Linked DNA regions of Hordeum vulgare: region 1 is linked to region 2. A link is a contact called in public Hi-C data. All regions are on one chromosome and are shown on one strand. Each heading gives the region's core, a stretch centred on a gene start, on an enhancer-like site or on the middle of the called end of the contact. The rest is flanking DNA. Distances are from core to core; before and after follow the strand shown.

Region 1 (6,821 bases), core at 3,479-5,978, 580 kb before region 2:
GCCCATGCCTCAGGTCAGATGGGTGCCGAAACCAGTTGCATGTTTTGCAGGTGCCTAGGAGTCTAAGATCATTCGAATTGATTCATTTCTGTAAACAAATTGTTATCTCAAGACTTTATGTAATGTTAAACATACTTAGTATCACTATCCTCCATGGTTCTGGATTAGCATATTTTACTGTTCAACCAGGACAATGCCCGTACGTTGCAATGAGATATAAATATTCTAATAGGTTAGCTTGTGATTTACCTTCTCATATTAATGCGATTGTGTAAATAAATATTTATCAAATCCTGCCCATGATTTATCTTATATTTTGATGAGAAGTTTCGTAAGTGGGGAAGGTTGGACGAAAAAGTGGTGGGAAGAAAAGTGAAGCATGGAACCTTATATTTATTTTTAAGTAGTAGAGATTCTATTTTTTCTAGATGCTAGAAAAAAATTCTTGTGAGTTATATCTTTCCTGAAGTTTGCTGGACAAGTTTTAAACACTGATCAGGATATCGGTAACTGGTACCACATCGGTCGGGGGCTGATAAGGGATCAATCGGTGAACCGGACATTTAACTGAATATATCGGTAACCCATTTATCGGTAGGTTAACTAGGGCCATATCTATATATCCGGGGCTACATAGCAACACGCATTGTACTGAACGTCTAAATATGCAATCCTAGGCTACATAGCAACAATGAAGAGTGGTTTCTTGATGTTCTGATGATGTCTAGATCTACATAGAAGAGCAGCAGCAACAACACAGCAGCAGTAATTGTACATCACTATCTAATATCAAAGGAAAGCAGCACAGCAACAGTACTACTTGTGCATTCTTGGCATAGGAGAGTAGTTTTGGGCCAAAATATGCTGCCCAGTTAATCGGCCCAGCTGATAATTCGGCCTGACAACCGATAAATCGGCTTGTCAGACCGATTAACTGGGCCTCCCAGTTAATGGGCCGAATAGGCCTTTCTCGTATCAGAGGGGGGCCGAATTGCAGTTAACTGCAGTTAATCGATCGATATTTGTAACAATGGGTTTAAAACTGAAGTGGACAGTGTTTATTTTTGTTAAGAAACATTGCTAACAACTTGTGTGCCCTCTATTCTAATTGATTCTTTCCACTGTTTGTTGTGTCCAGTAGGGTACAGGACTCTCACAAAAGGAGTGTGAGGTTTGTGACTTCTTCGTCTACATCCCTCAGTATGGTGGCGGAACTGCATCACTCAATGTTACCGTTGCAGCATCGATTGTTCTCCACCACTTTGGGGGTAAGTTTCTGTCCTTCACTTGATGCGAGATGATTTTTTAGCACAGGTCAAGTTATTTGAACAAGAGTTAGGGATTTGCAAAGCCTCTGCTGCGTATTAACTTCACTCTGTTCTAGAACAGAGTATGGAATTTCCATGTTCTGACTCTACGGGCCAGTTTACAGTTATTGTGCTGTGCTATGGATTCTAGTTAGTTCCAGTAAGACTATATCCATCTAAATTATATCTCCTATTTCTATGAAGGAATTATTCTACTATTGATCAATAATCATAGTGGAATCAAGGGTACAGAGTCATTACATCTAAAAAAACGCGTTCATAATAATTGCTGCATAGAAAAAATAAATACGTGAAGAAAGGAGATTGAAAAGAATGAGAATGCCAAACAGAGCCTGAATAATTATGTTATCTATGTTAACCATGTTTGTACAATTCTTGTTGGGTTAGATACTCTACGTGATAAGTTGACATGTAGCACAGACAGAGTGTTAATTTCTAAAAACGGCACATATTACATACTTACATGTTTGATTCAATACTTTTTTTTGGAGTTTTTCATGTTCACTTGATGCTAAAACCAGAGTGATTTGCATGGTTGCAAATTGCAACACATGTGTCCTATCTTCTGTTACCTTATGTACATGAGCTCTCCATCAATATTCAATCTTGTGTTCACAGGAACAGTCACAGAACTTGTCTTACATACTGTTAGTTTGTTTTACTTGTATGTTACTCCATTTGACCAAAATATTCTCCAACTAGTACTTGTTTCCTACATCAATAATCTGGACTATTGTGTTACTACTCCAAATTATCAGATGCCCAGTTTTGTCTTATCGTTCGCGAATCTTGATGTAGAAGTTGATTTTATAAATACATGCATATCCATAAATCTAGCCCGTAAGCTAATTTCCTGTAAATTTAGCATTTCCGATGATACTTGTCCTACTTGTACTGGTAATGGCAAGGAATCACTTAATTGTTATTTGAATTTTCATATTCAGATAGGCACAGACAGTTGAAAACTTTGCCTAATGTTGTATGTTTACTGGGATTTTATTGCAGTTAACCTAACAGCAGTACTTTAATTTCTTTGTGTATATGTAGAGTGTAGACCTTGTTCAGTTTATACCTTTTGGATATTCTATAGCGATCTTCCCTCCAGAATTCGTTTTGCCAATTTGAGGCTTCTGTCCTAATCTCCAAGCTGGTCAGAAACTGTGAATGAAACAGGTGGTTAGTGTTACAAAATGGATACCACGAAGTTATGTACTTCCTCCACTTCTAAAGTGAAAACCTGTAGATTACCTAAGTCAAACTTCATAAAGTTTGACTAAGTTCGTATTTTTTTTTACATGTACAATACATAATAAATACAATTTGTGTATGTGGAAGATGAGAGAAACTTCTTTTAAAAGTTTAATCAACTTTAAAACCTGGTCATGCAATCCAACTTGTGCGAATCAGCAGAAACTCAGCTTTCATAAGCTGTATCAGTGACCTCACCAGAAACTCACATGCACCAGTGGTTGTTGGTAGGTACCCAGGACTCCAGGAGCATTTCCTTACTGGCTTTAGCACTGTATACTGTATACAAGCAATAATTGCCATTAGAGATAATTCTAAGCTTTTAGCACAAGTACCCATTCACATCCCTAGGAAGTTTTGGAATTGATCTTGAAAAGGTGTTTACTGCATTCTGAACATGGAATTAGCACTGGCTATAGGAAGTATGATGAGAAGTAAGTAACAGAGCGGTAGAGCTTTAATTCTGGCGACGGAAGTGATAGGGAAGAATTAGGTCAGGATTGGCGAGTTGGGGCTTGGGCATCAATGGGTGGTGGTGCGGCCAGGGAGGAAGCCCTGACTCAGGGGAGAGATTGTGTGTGAGGGAAAAGAAGGATAAGCATTCTATTTACCTCGATTCATTTCTGCATCATGTTGCTGCCTCATTATTTAGAGGGTTTGCCTTGCACAGATTCTTAATTTATTAGAGCACAAACTGGACAAGTGGAAAGTAGTAGTTCATCCCCATCGATAGGAACACCAAACTAGGTACCCTAGTAGTAATTCCCCCATTAATAGAAAGACTATTCAAATTGACTCTTCCCTGATTTTGGAGAACTCTTTTAGAAAGTTGAGACTGGCTCATGTACCACAGCTTCTGGACTTGGATGCGGTTGTTGGCAGCGTGACCACGATGCATCTAAGTCTGCCCCACAGACAATAGACCCTGTTCTGCACTTGTCTAGTCTTTGGTTATACTCTGTAGTTGCTCCCTCCGTTTCTAAATATAACCCTTTTTAGAGATTTCAATACGGACTCGTGTAGTCCGTATTGAAATATCTAAAAAGGGTTATATTTAGAAACGGGGGAGTAATGGCCAAAACCCTGAAGGTATCGAACGGGTTGAAGCCTATTGGCAGGGGTATTAACACAAATAGCTGCCATTGTTGACTCTGAATGTTACTCCCTCCGTTCCTAAATATAAGTCTTTTAAGCGATTTCACTAAGGGTCTACATACGGAGCAAAATGATTGAATCTATACTCTAAAGTATGTCTATATACATCCGTATGTAGTCCACTAATGAAATCTCTACAAAGACTTATATTTAGGAACGGAGGGAGTACATGAGAATCTTACCACTCCTGACTTTTATTGAGCACTCCAGTCTTTCTTGTGCTGAAGTGCTTGTGCCCAGTCGTTCTATGCTGTGTCATTATCGCCTGACTATTACTTTTGCCTGACTTTCTGCAGTGTGGGCTGGCTTCCCTGAAAGAGGCCGAGAAGGCAATAAATTTGTGGTAGCTGAGAAACCAAAGGGGCAGTCAAGGGGGCTGTACTGCTCTGATTCAATTGAAGACGTGATTGAAGAGCGCAAGGCACGCAGAGAAAATGCCTGCGATATATTCAAGGAAAATGGAAGTAGCCATCCCCAAGAATCAAATGGTCTAGGAATGATGTTTACAGACTGAGTGTTTATTCCGTCTCATGTCTGTTTCCGAACAAGCCCCTGGACGATAGAGCTTGGTAAGGTGAATTTGCAATACATCAGACATGATGTGGCACTTGTTTCTGTCTCACCAAAGGAGTATAATTTCATTGTTGTTCCAACAAGCGTGGAAAGGACAGAAGTGCAATATATGCGTTCCCTTGAAAAAATGACCTGTCATATCAGGGACGGGATTAAAAACGAGTGCCTTCGAACTAGCGCAAAAAACTACAGCTCCATTTTTGCTCTGAAATTTTGTGTGACACGATACATGATTTATGTTTTGTACATGATTGTTGCGTGCTGTTCGTATTTGTTTTACCTTTTGTAGTCTCTGGATGGGGAGGGTTATATCCATTCATCTTACGAGTTTCCTTTGTGTGCCTCTGAGCGCAGTGAAAGGTCAAACTTGCGAGGATGAAATTGTTTTGGACATCGAATATTTCTAAGGAGAGAAGCTACGAAGTCGCAACCGTGAAAGTGAAAGCACGAGCTGGGAACATTTGCAGATCCTGAGAGGATACGCATGCGGATACGGTCAGCTGCAATGTTTGGAGCAGTTTTTAACTTGACCTCCATTGTTTTGCTCCAAACTACTCCGTCAAGTCCATGTAAATCCGACAAATACGGCATATGTTAGAAGGCGAGAGCTTCCAGCCAGGTATCTACTTTCTCCCCTGTAAACCGAGTTCTCCACGTTTTCTAGCTTCGCTCCAAAATGTCGCGCATTGCATGTTTGGACTTCTCGGGTGCTGGACTTTCCGGTTGCGAGCAATTCGCACTCTGCACAAGTATTACTGCCGAGAGTAACTCTCGATGCATAGCTTCGAACTTGTGCCAAGATCATCCTGATCCGGAGTCCACCGCCATGGCGACGCTGGCCTTCGCGGTGCGCCGGTGCGACCCGGAGCTCGTCGGCCCGGCCGCGCCGACGCCTCGTGATACCAAGCGCCTGTCTGAGATCGACGACCAGGACACGCTGCGCGGGCACGTGTCCTTCGCCCTCATCTACCGTGCCCAAGTGATGGACGACGACGACGTCGATGCACCGGTTCACCCGGCCGGAGTCATCCGGCGCGCGCTCGGCGAGGCCCTGGTGCACTACTATCCGCTTGCTGGGCGGCTCAGGGAGGTGGAGGGGCGGAAGCTGGTGGTCGACTGCACCGGCGAGGGGGTGATGTTCGTGGAGGCCGACGCCGACGTGCGGCTGGAGGAGCTCGAGGCTGTCGGGCTCAGGCCGCCGTTCCCGTGCATGGACCAGCTACTCTTCGACGTCGAGGGCTCCGGCGGCGTGCTCAACTGCCCGTTGCTGCTCATCCAGGTATATGTCATGGTGGTTAATTTGCACCTGTTGAATGCATGAGTTAAACGTATGCGCTGTTTTATCATGGTCACCAGGTGACTCGGCTGCTCTGCGGCGGCTTCATCTTGGCGCTCCGCCTCAACCACACCATGTGCGACGCCATCGGCATCGTCCAGTTCATGAACGCCGTCGCCGAGCTCGCCCGCGGCGTCCCGGCGCCGACCGTCGCGCCCGCGTGGTCCCGTGAGCTCCTAGAGGCGCGCAGCCCGCCTATGCCGTCCTTCCCGCACCGCGAGTTCGACCTTCTTCCGCCGCCGCCGCCGCCGGCCGGCGACATGGTCATGCGGTCCTTCACCTTCGGCCACGCCCACCTCGCCGCGATCAAGAAACACCTCCCTCCTCTCGTTCGCGACAAGGCCACCACCTTCGAGGCGCTGGCGGCGTACCTCTGGCGCGCCCGCACGGCGGCGCTCGAGGTCCCGCCGGGCGAGGACGCGCGGCTGGTCATCATCGCCAACTTCCGGGCCTTCGTCGAGCTGGGCCTGCCGGACGGATACTACGGAAACGCGTGCGTGCCCCTGGCGGCGCTGGCCGACGCCGCTGCGCTGCGCGGCGGCGGCTCGCTGGCCGACGCGGTGGCGCTGGTGCGGCGGGCCAAGGCTGCGGTGACCGCCGAGTACGTGCGTTCCACGGTCGACGTGCTGGTTCTGCGCGGCCGGCCGTTCTTGGCCCTGCAGAACCTGTTCCTCGTGTCAGACAACCGGCACGCCGGGTTCTACGGAGTCGATTTCGGGTGGGGCGAGCCGGTGTACGGCGGCCCGGCCGACACTGTCTTCGGCGTGACCTTCTTCGTCCCCGTCAAGGACCGTGACGGGGAGGACGCGATTGCCGTGCCGATCGTGCTGCCACGGCCGGCCATGGAGCGGTTCGCGGCGGAGATGGAGAGCCTGTGCAAGGCGTAGCTTATGCCGGGGTCGTCCCTGTATGTATTACGACCGAGAATCAGTACGTGCTACGTCAGTTGCCTGAAATATCAGTCACTTCCATCTGGACCATTCGATCAACATCCAAGGACCATGATGCCATCCGTACTGTTATTCTCCTTCCTTCCTTCCTCCTCCTGCGATGCACGACATGTTCCTCCCCGCGCCGCCAATCAACGTCGGTCATGTTGCTGTCCCTCTAATCCCCCCTCTTTGTATTCTTCGGCATGGAATACCAAAGAATTTCTAATCCGTAGGTATATTATTGCTAGC
Region 2 (6,391 bases), core at 2,348-4,847:
AGGTGGAGGAATATGACCGCCTGGTGGCTCATCTGGCGCGGGTGGCGCGGGGAGCTCCGCCATTGCACGCGCACCGTTGCCGCCTCCGAAGAGGGAGGGGAAGGAGCATGGCTTGGTATCACGCCCCGGGCGCCTCGGCTTTCTGCCCGAAGACTACGTCGACGACGGCGACCTCGACGGCGTCATCGTCGAGATTATGGAGCGCACCAAGGACGAGCCGCGGCAGCTCGTCGCGCGTCGGCAGATGGAAGACGAGCTCAACGAGTTCCGCTTCCACCAAGCCATCAAGAAATCTCGCGCCGACAGGGGGTGGACCGCCTCCGACTCCGACTGAGCACCTCTGGGGCTCAGGTCAGCCCAATTTTGGAGATCTAACTAGGGGTAGGAGCTGCGGGATACCCGTGTAGAGTTATGTAATCGAAGTACTCCGTGTGGCTTTTGCTCCGACGAGCCCGCCATTAGAACTACCGGTACTACTCCGTGTGTAATCGAACCAAATTATCTGCTATGTTTGCTAAAATCTATCTATGTTGTTTGAATTCGGTCGATTTCGGTTGAATGATTGTAAATATGCTTGTCTGAATCGAAGCTCGCCAGGGTTGTCGTGCTTCATCGCCGAAGAAGAAGAGGGAGGATGCGCGCACAGGGGAAAACTATTTAACCGTAGTCGCCTCCATCTGGGTCCCACGCCGACGTGGATAAGCTGTGGGTCCCGCCCGGCTCCACCTAATCCTGACAGAGATTGTGCTTAAGGGCCATGTCGTGTCTGGGCTATTTGTGCGCAGAGAGATGTCGCAGCAGAGCTGTTCTTGCGAACGATGTCGCTTTGCAGCCAATTCGCAGGAAAAACGTCGCACATGAGCTATTGACCCCTTTACCTTTCCTATACCACCTCGCCCACCTCCGTCCCTAGTGGTCAGGGAGGGCGTATCATGGTGCACAGTACACCATGCCAAATTTTATTTTTCTTAATATTCTATGTATAACTTTGCAACACCCCAATTCTAAGTGAGAAACATGTATGGCTTATATTTGGGCACTGGCTCATTTCTGCTCAGGGTACGCCACTGCTGGCGACCTCCCCATCTTGCAACATCACCATCTCCTCCCTGTAAGAGCATCTCCAGCAGGGCCCCTAAATGGGATCCCTAAACAGTTTTTGGGGAGCTGGAAATGGGGTCTAACAGGGCCCCCAAAATGGGAAACCTATGATGTTACCAACACCTTGAGTAATATGCATTTTCTTTGGGAGATACATATGCCATATATTTGTCACATAATTTGGAGCAAAGCACCGGTATCAAATCAACACATAGAGTAGGGCAACTAGCAGTTAAAGCTTAGGCGTGCCAAGAAATAAATATGTGTACTAAGATATTATTAGATAAACAAAGTAAGGATAATATTACCACCGGATAGCCATGTGTGTCAAGAAGTTTAAGAGACAACTTTCTGACACCAACACACATGCTGAGGACATGGAATGAACTGGCTCCAAAGGAATGTCCATTTGCCACTATTTCCAGGGCCATGAATGCAATGTTTGGGTGTTTTGTAATGCCCTCCATCAAGTACTCATGGTTAGTAACTTCCTGCAGTGGAGCCATGGGAAGTCGCATAAAATGACATATATAAATGGAAAGGACACAAGCACCTTGTTTAGAAATTCAATAACAGACAACAAATGGTTCTTTTATGCTAGCAAGTCTGAGGTGATGAGCCATCATATGAATAACAAATATATTAGTGCAGTGGTGGAGGTCGTTTTTTTACGCTAGCAAGACCGACCTCATGTGCCATCTTAAATTACCAATATACTAGTGCAGCAGCAGTAGTTTGTAATCTCAACGCTAACTGATCAAAGGCAATAAAAATAACACTATCTCATGGGAATGAAGCTGCTAGGAAGGATAAAGGACGGAAAATGATCCTATGAGACCTGGTCTTTTCTATCATGAAATTAGACCCACCTTAGAATATGCCACGTGTCCACACCTATCTCAGCATACTGTTACTCTTTGTCTTCCCGATATCTCTAAACTGTACCACACAATACAGCAACTCTCCGTTAAGGAGCAGGATAGGCGAATGTGAGCCATGGCATGAGGCAGGGAACGTTTCATCCGAGTGAACGCCAAGATCTCAGTTCAACAATGAGGCCAAGACTACATGAGTTCTTGTCCAATTTACATCAAGTACTACGAGAGTTTTTGTCCAATTTACAAGTATATGACTACATGTGTGCTTGTGCAATTTACAATTATAGGACTACATGTGTGCTTGTCATTAGCATCCGGGAATGAACCAGGAAGGTCCATTCCATGACCACGGCACCACACTACTAGGAAAGTTGCAGTTTACTAGTATTGTGTAAGTGAACTCACCGGCAGATAGAAAAGTGTTAATTTGAGAATCCAGATAACCTCAAAGCGCCGTAGAAGCCTTGTACAATTACTATTGTACATCTTGTGCGACTCTTGTCCATATACAAAAAAAAGGTTGGTGCTCAGCCGTTCTAGATTTTCCATTTTAAGCTGGGTGTAGCTTGGATGATAATAATCCATCCACAGGAGGCATGTCAGCTGAGGGGCCAAGATGTTTGCAGACGGTTGATTACCTCTCGAACTATACGAAATGCAGGAGCTCACACTTAGAAATTGGAGTGCCGACGCCATAACAGTGAGCTGCTCCAAGCCACGCAGACTCATCAGCCTCGTTCGCAGTAGAGAGTCTGAACGAATGGTGAAGCTGCCCAGACCAAGGGGATTATCTGACCGAAGATCCCTCAGGTCTATTTCAAGGAGAGAATCGGAGTGGATTGCGAAGTTGCGCACACCCCAGGAATTATGAACGATGAGTCTCCGCAGGGATGGGCACCGTGGCCAGGAGACAGCGTCACCGAGCATTGACGGACCATGTAGCCGGACGCGATTCAGGAAGAGATTGGTGAGCCGGGCGAATACACCCGAAGACGGCACGGCGAGGCCGAGCCCGAGATGGCCTAGTTCGAGGCTGATTGACATGGCGTTCTCGAAGCAGGGCAGCTCGAATGCGCCTCCTTCGCCAGGCTCGTCCAACGAGGTGTTCTGCTCGGTGTTGATGAGAACCAGATGGCCGGAGAGGCGGCGCGCGGCAATTTGAAGCCAGGACACCATGGACTCCGGGGTGCCGTCAATGACGGCGACGTCGAGGAAGCGTAGGGCCGGCGCCTCATGGGCGGCGAGGGCGAGGCGTATGCGGTGGGGATCATTGTGGGGGAGAAAGTGGAGCTCCGGGAGCAGCGTCCAGAGGCGGCGCCAGCGGCGGGAGAGGACGCTGGTCCGCGCGGCGGCGGCGGCGTCGCGGACCAGGAGAAGGATGTTGATAAGGAGGTCGTCGGGAACCGCGCTGAGGCGGTCCTCGCTGCGGCCGTCGCCGCCGTCGGAACGCTTGGGTGGTCGCTTGGCGGCGATCTCCCCGTCGCGGTGCTCCATGGCGAAACGATCTAGTTGGAGATCTGGAAGCGGGGTGGGGTTGCCAACGCCATCGCCATGGCGGCCGATGGGGAGTGGGAAATCTGATTCCAAGGAGTGAGGAGTCGCCGCCGTTTCCCTTTTGGCGAGAGAGCGAGAGAGAGGAAGTTTGTGGCGTTGTGCTTGCGGGCTAGGTAAGAGAAATGGGCGGCCCACAAGTGTTATGATTGTGGGCTCTAGTGGGCTTCTAGGCCCGTTTACCATCAGGTCGGCCGGACCACAGGATCAACAATGGCGATCGATCGACTGTCTCATCGCCCAGAAACATGTAGCAGCAGCTTCACGCTAAGCGGCGTGCGGTGCAGCTCGGATTACACTCGGTCACTCGGACACGAGCGGTGTCACCACGTGGCGGCGACAGCTGCGAGACTCGTGCCACGTCCGTCGCCACGCGCCATGCCCGCGCTGCTTCGTTGCACCTTTATATCGGCCCCTTGCCACCCAGTGCCTTCCACCGTGCCATGAGCGCACTCCTCGCAACACCCACCAGAGCCCAGCCGTTTCTCCTTCTTCTTCACCGTCTCCGACCGAATCAGCTGCGTCCCCTCCCCACCACCAGAGCGCTAGCTTCGTTCGCCGCGTCGTCGCCAAGAGCACCGCCCGCTCGCCGGGGGACCAGAGCAATGGCGTCGCAGAAGTTCCCGCCGCAGCAGCAGGACTGCCAGCCCGGCAAGGAGCACGCCATGGACCCCCGCCCCGAGGCCATCATCAAGAACTACAAGTCGGCCAACAAGCTCCAGGTAAATCGGTTTTATTTACCACTGCTTGTCGATGGCCTTCCGTGCGTTCAGCTGCGGTTTGATTGATATGCGTGTTGATGTTGGGTGCGCGTGCAGGGCAAGGTGGCGCTGGTGACCGGCGGCGACTCGGGCATCGGGCGCGCGGTGTGCCTGTGCCTCGCGCTGGAGGGCGCGACGGTGAACTTCACGTACGTGAAGGGGCACGAGGACAAGGACGCGGAGGAGACCCTGCAGGCGCTCCGCGACATCAAGTCCCGCACCGGCGCCGGCGAGCCCAAGGCGCTCTCGGGCGACCTCGGGTACGAGGAGAACTGCCGCAGGGTGGTGGAGGAGGTGGCCAACGCGCACGGCGGCCGCGTGGACATCCTCGTGAACAACGCGGCCGAGCAGTACGTCCGCCCCTGCATCACCGAGATCACCGAGCAGGACCTGGAGCGCGTGTTCCGCACCAACATCTTCTCCTACTTCCTCATGACCAAGTTCGCCGTGAAGCACATGGGGCCCGGGTCCAGCATCATCAACACCACCTCCGTGAACGCGTACAAGGGCAACGCGACGCTGCTGGACTACACGGCCACCAAGGGCGCCATCGTGGCCTTCACCCGCGCGCTGTCGATGCAGCTGGCGGAGAAGGGGATCCGCGTCAACGGCGTGGCGCCGGGGCCCATCTGGACGCCCCTCATCCCGGCCTCCTTCCCGGAGGAGAAGGTGAAGCAGTTCGGGTCCGAGGTGCCCATGAAGCGCGCCGGGCAGCCCAGCGAGGTCGCGCCCAGCTTCGTCTTCCTTGCCAGCGAGCAGGACTCCTCCTACATCTCCGGCCAGATCCTCCACCCCAACGGTAAACCCTTCACCAGCACGTCGTTGGTTCTTCCCATCTTGGCCATGAAATTCATTGCAGCTAGGATCAATGTTAATCAATTGTTTTTTGCGTGTTAACGGGTTGCAGGTGGTACCATCGTCAATAGCTAGATCGAGGTTGGAGAAGCTCGGGAAGAACAGGGTGAAGTGTGCCCGTGGTGTGCGAGTCTGTAGTACGAGCAAGTGTGGCGTGTTAGTCTCGGAGTCAGCTGGTAGTGTTTTGTGTGGCAGTAGTACCGTTGTGTGTTCGGTAGGGACTTTTGGCGCTGGAGCCACGAGGGCAAGCGTCAAACGTTAAATAAAATAATGTAACGTGCATGCATTGCAAGTTGAACTATGGTCATACTCCCTCTATACCTAAATACAGAGACGAGCATGTGAAAGAACAATTTAATCGAACTCACTATTCTATTGATGACCAACAAATTTATTTATAAAGGGGAACAGGTGCCAGGGATGGGAGTCCCTAGAAAGAGCGGTTGCCAGGAGATGTTCCCGAACAAACGACGTGACGGTTTCCTGGAGAGGCTTCCGCACTGTGCGCTTCCTTACAACAAGGATTATCTCTAATTACAAAGTAATTAAATCCTAACACTCCCCTAATCCTTGATTGTTCTTGCAAATCATACTTTGGAATCATCTCCTTTAAAAACCCTGTGGAAAAAGTAAGAAATATATAATATGCCCTTCTGAAACCCAGTGAAAAAAATAAGGAAAAATATATCGTCCATGCTTGTATTGAAATTGCTTCATTGAAAACTTTGATCTTGTCTCACTAAAAACCTTAGGAGAAAAACCATCTGAAAAATCTCACAAAGAAAAAGAAAAAATAAGAAAAAAGATAATACAATATGTCAAGAAAAACTCCTTCTAAAATTCAATGGAAAAAATAACAAAGAAAAAGAAAAAATAAGAAAAAGGATATACAATATGTCATGGAAAACTCCTTCTAAAATCCAATGGAAAAAATAAGGAAAAAATGACATGTATCGTCCATGCTTGTATTGATATTGCTTCATTAAAAACCTTGTAAGAAATTCACAAAAGAAAAGAGTGCAGTACTAAAGAGGCAGGGAACTTTTTTTTTGCAAGAGTTTTTCATATAACCAATTCCACTTAAATTGCAGGAGTTTTTCATATAACCGATTCCACTTAAATTTTGAACAAAGTTTATCATTCTACTAAACCATATACATTTACATGAATAAAAACTGTAATTTTTTTTGCAGATTTTTTTTCCTGTTGTATTATATGTAAATTTCACAAGGATAGTACCTTGTA

Evidence for each region. Hi-C and Micro-C count contacts between places; a contact is called where the count stands out from the background.
Region 1: a Hi-C map of leaf shows a contact between it and region 2, with 2.6 times the contacts expected there. The contact joins the promoter of LOC123424350 here to the promoter of LOC123424309 in region 2. A contact is called at or near these places in 2 of 6 Hi-C or Micro-C datasets (both in leaf).

Annotation. Positions count from the first base shown.
Region 1 is chr1H:64,130,932-64,137,752 of MorexV3_pseudomolecules_assembly, reverse strand. LOC123424350 (benzyl alcohol O-benzoyltransferase-like) reads left to right here and starts at 4,728. Exons shown (of 2, transcript XM_045107958.1): 1 at 4,728-5,583; 2 at 5,661-6,821. The coding sequence starts at 4,981. The coding sequence ends at 6,527. LOC123424361 (putative TrmH family tRNA/rRNA methyltransferase) reads left to right here. Exons shown (of 4, transcript XM_045107969.1): 3 at 1,142-1,268; 4 at 4,028-4,635. The coding sequence ends at 4,245.
Region 2 is chr1H:63,552,153-63,558,543 of MorexV3_pseudomolecules_assembly, reverse strand. LOC123424309 (putative F-box/FBD/LRR-repeat protein At5g56810) reads right to left here and starts at 3,597. Exons shown (of 3, transcript XM_045107950.1): 1 at 2,385-3,597; 2 at 1,410-1,592. The coding sequence starts at 3,473. LOC123424293 (glucose and ribitol dehydrogenase homolog) reads left to right here and starts at 3,969. Exons shown (of 3, transcript XM_045107949.1): 1 at 3,969-4,252; 2 at 4,349-5,090; 3 at 5,199-5,472. The coding sequence starts at 3,974. The coding sequence ends at 5,221.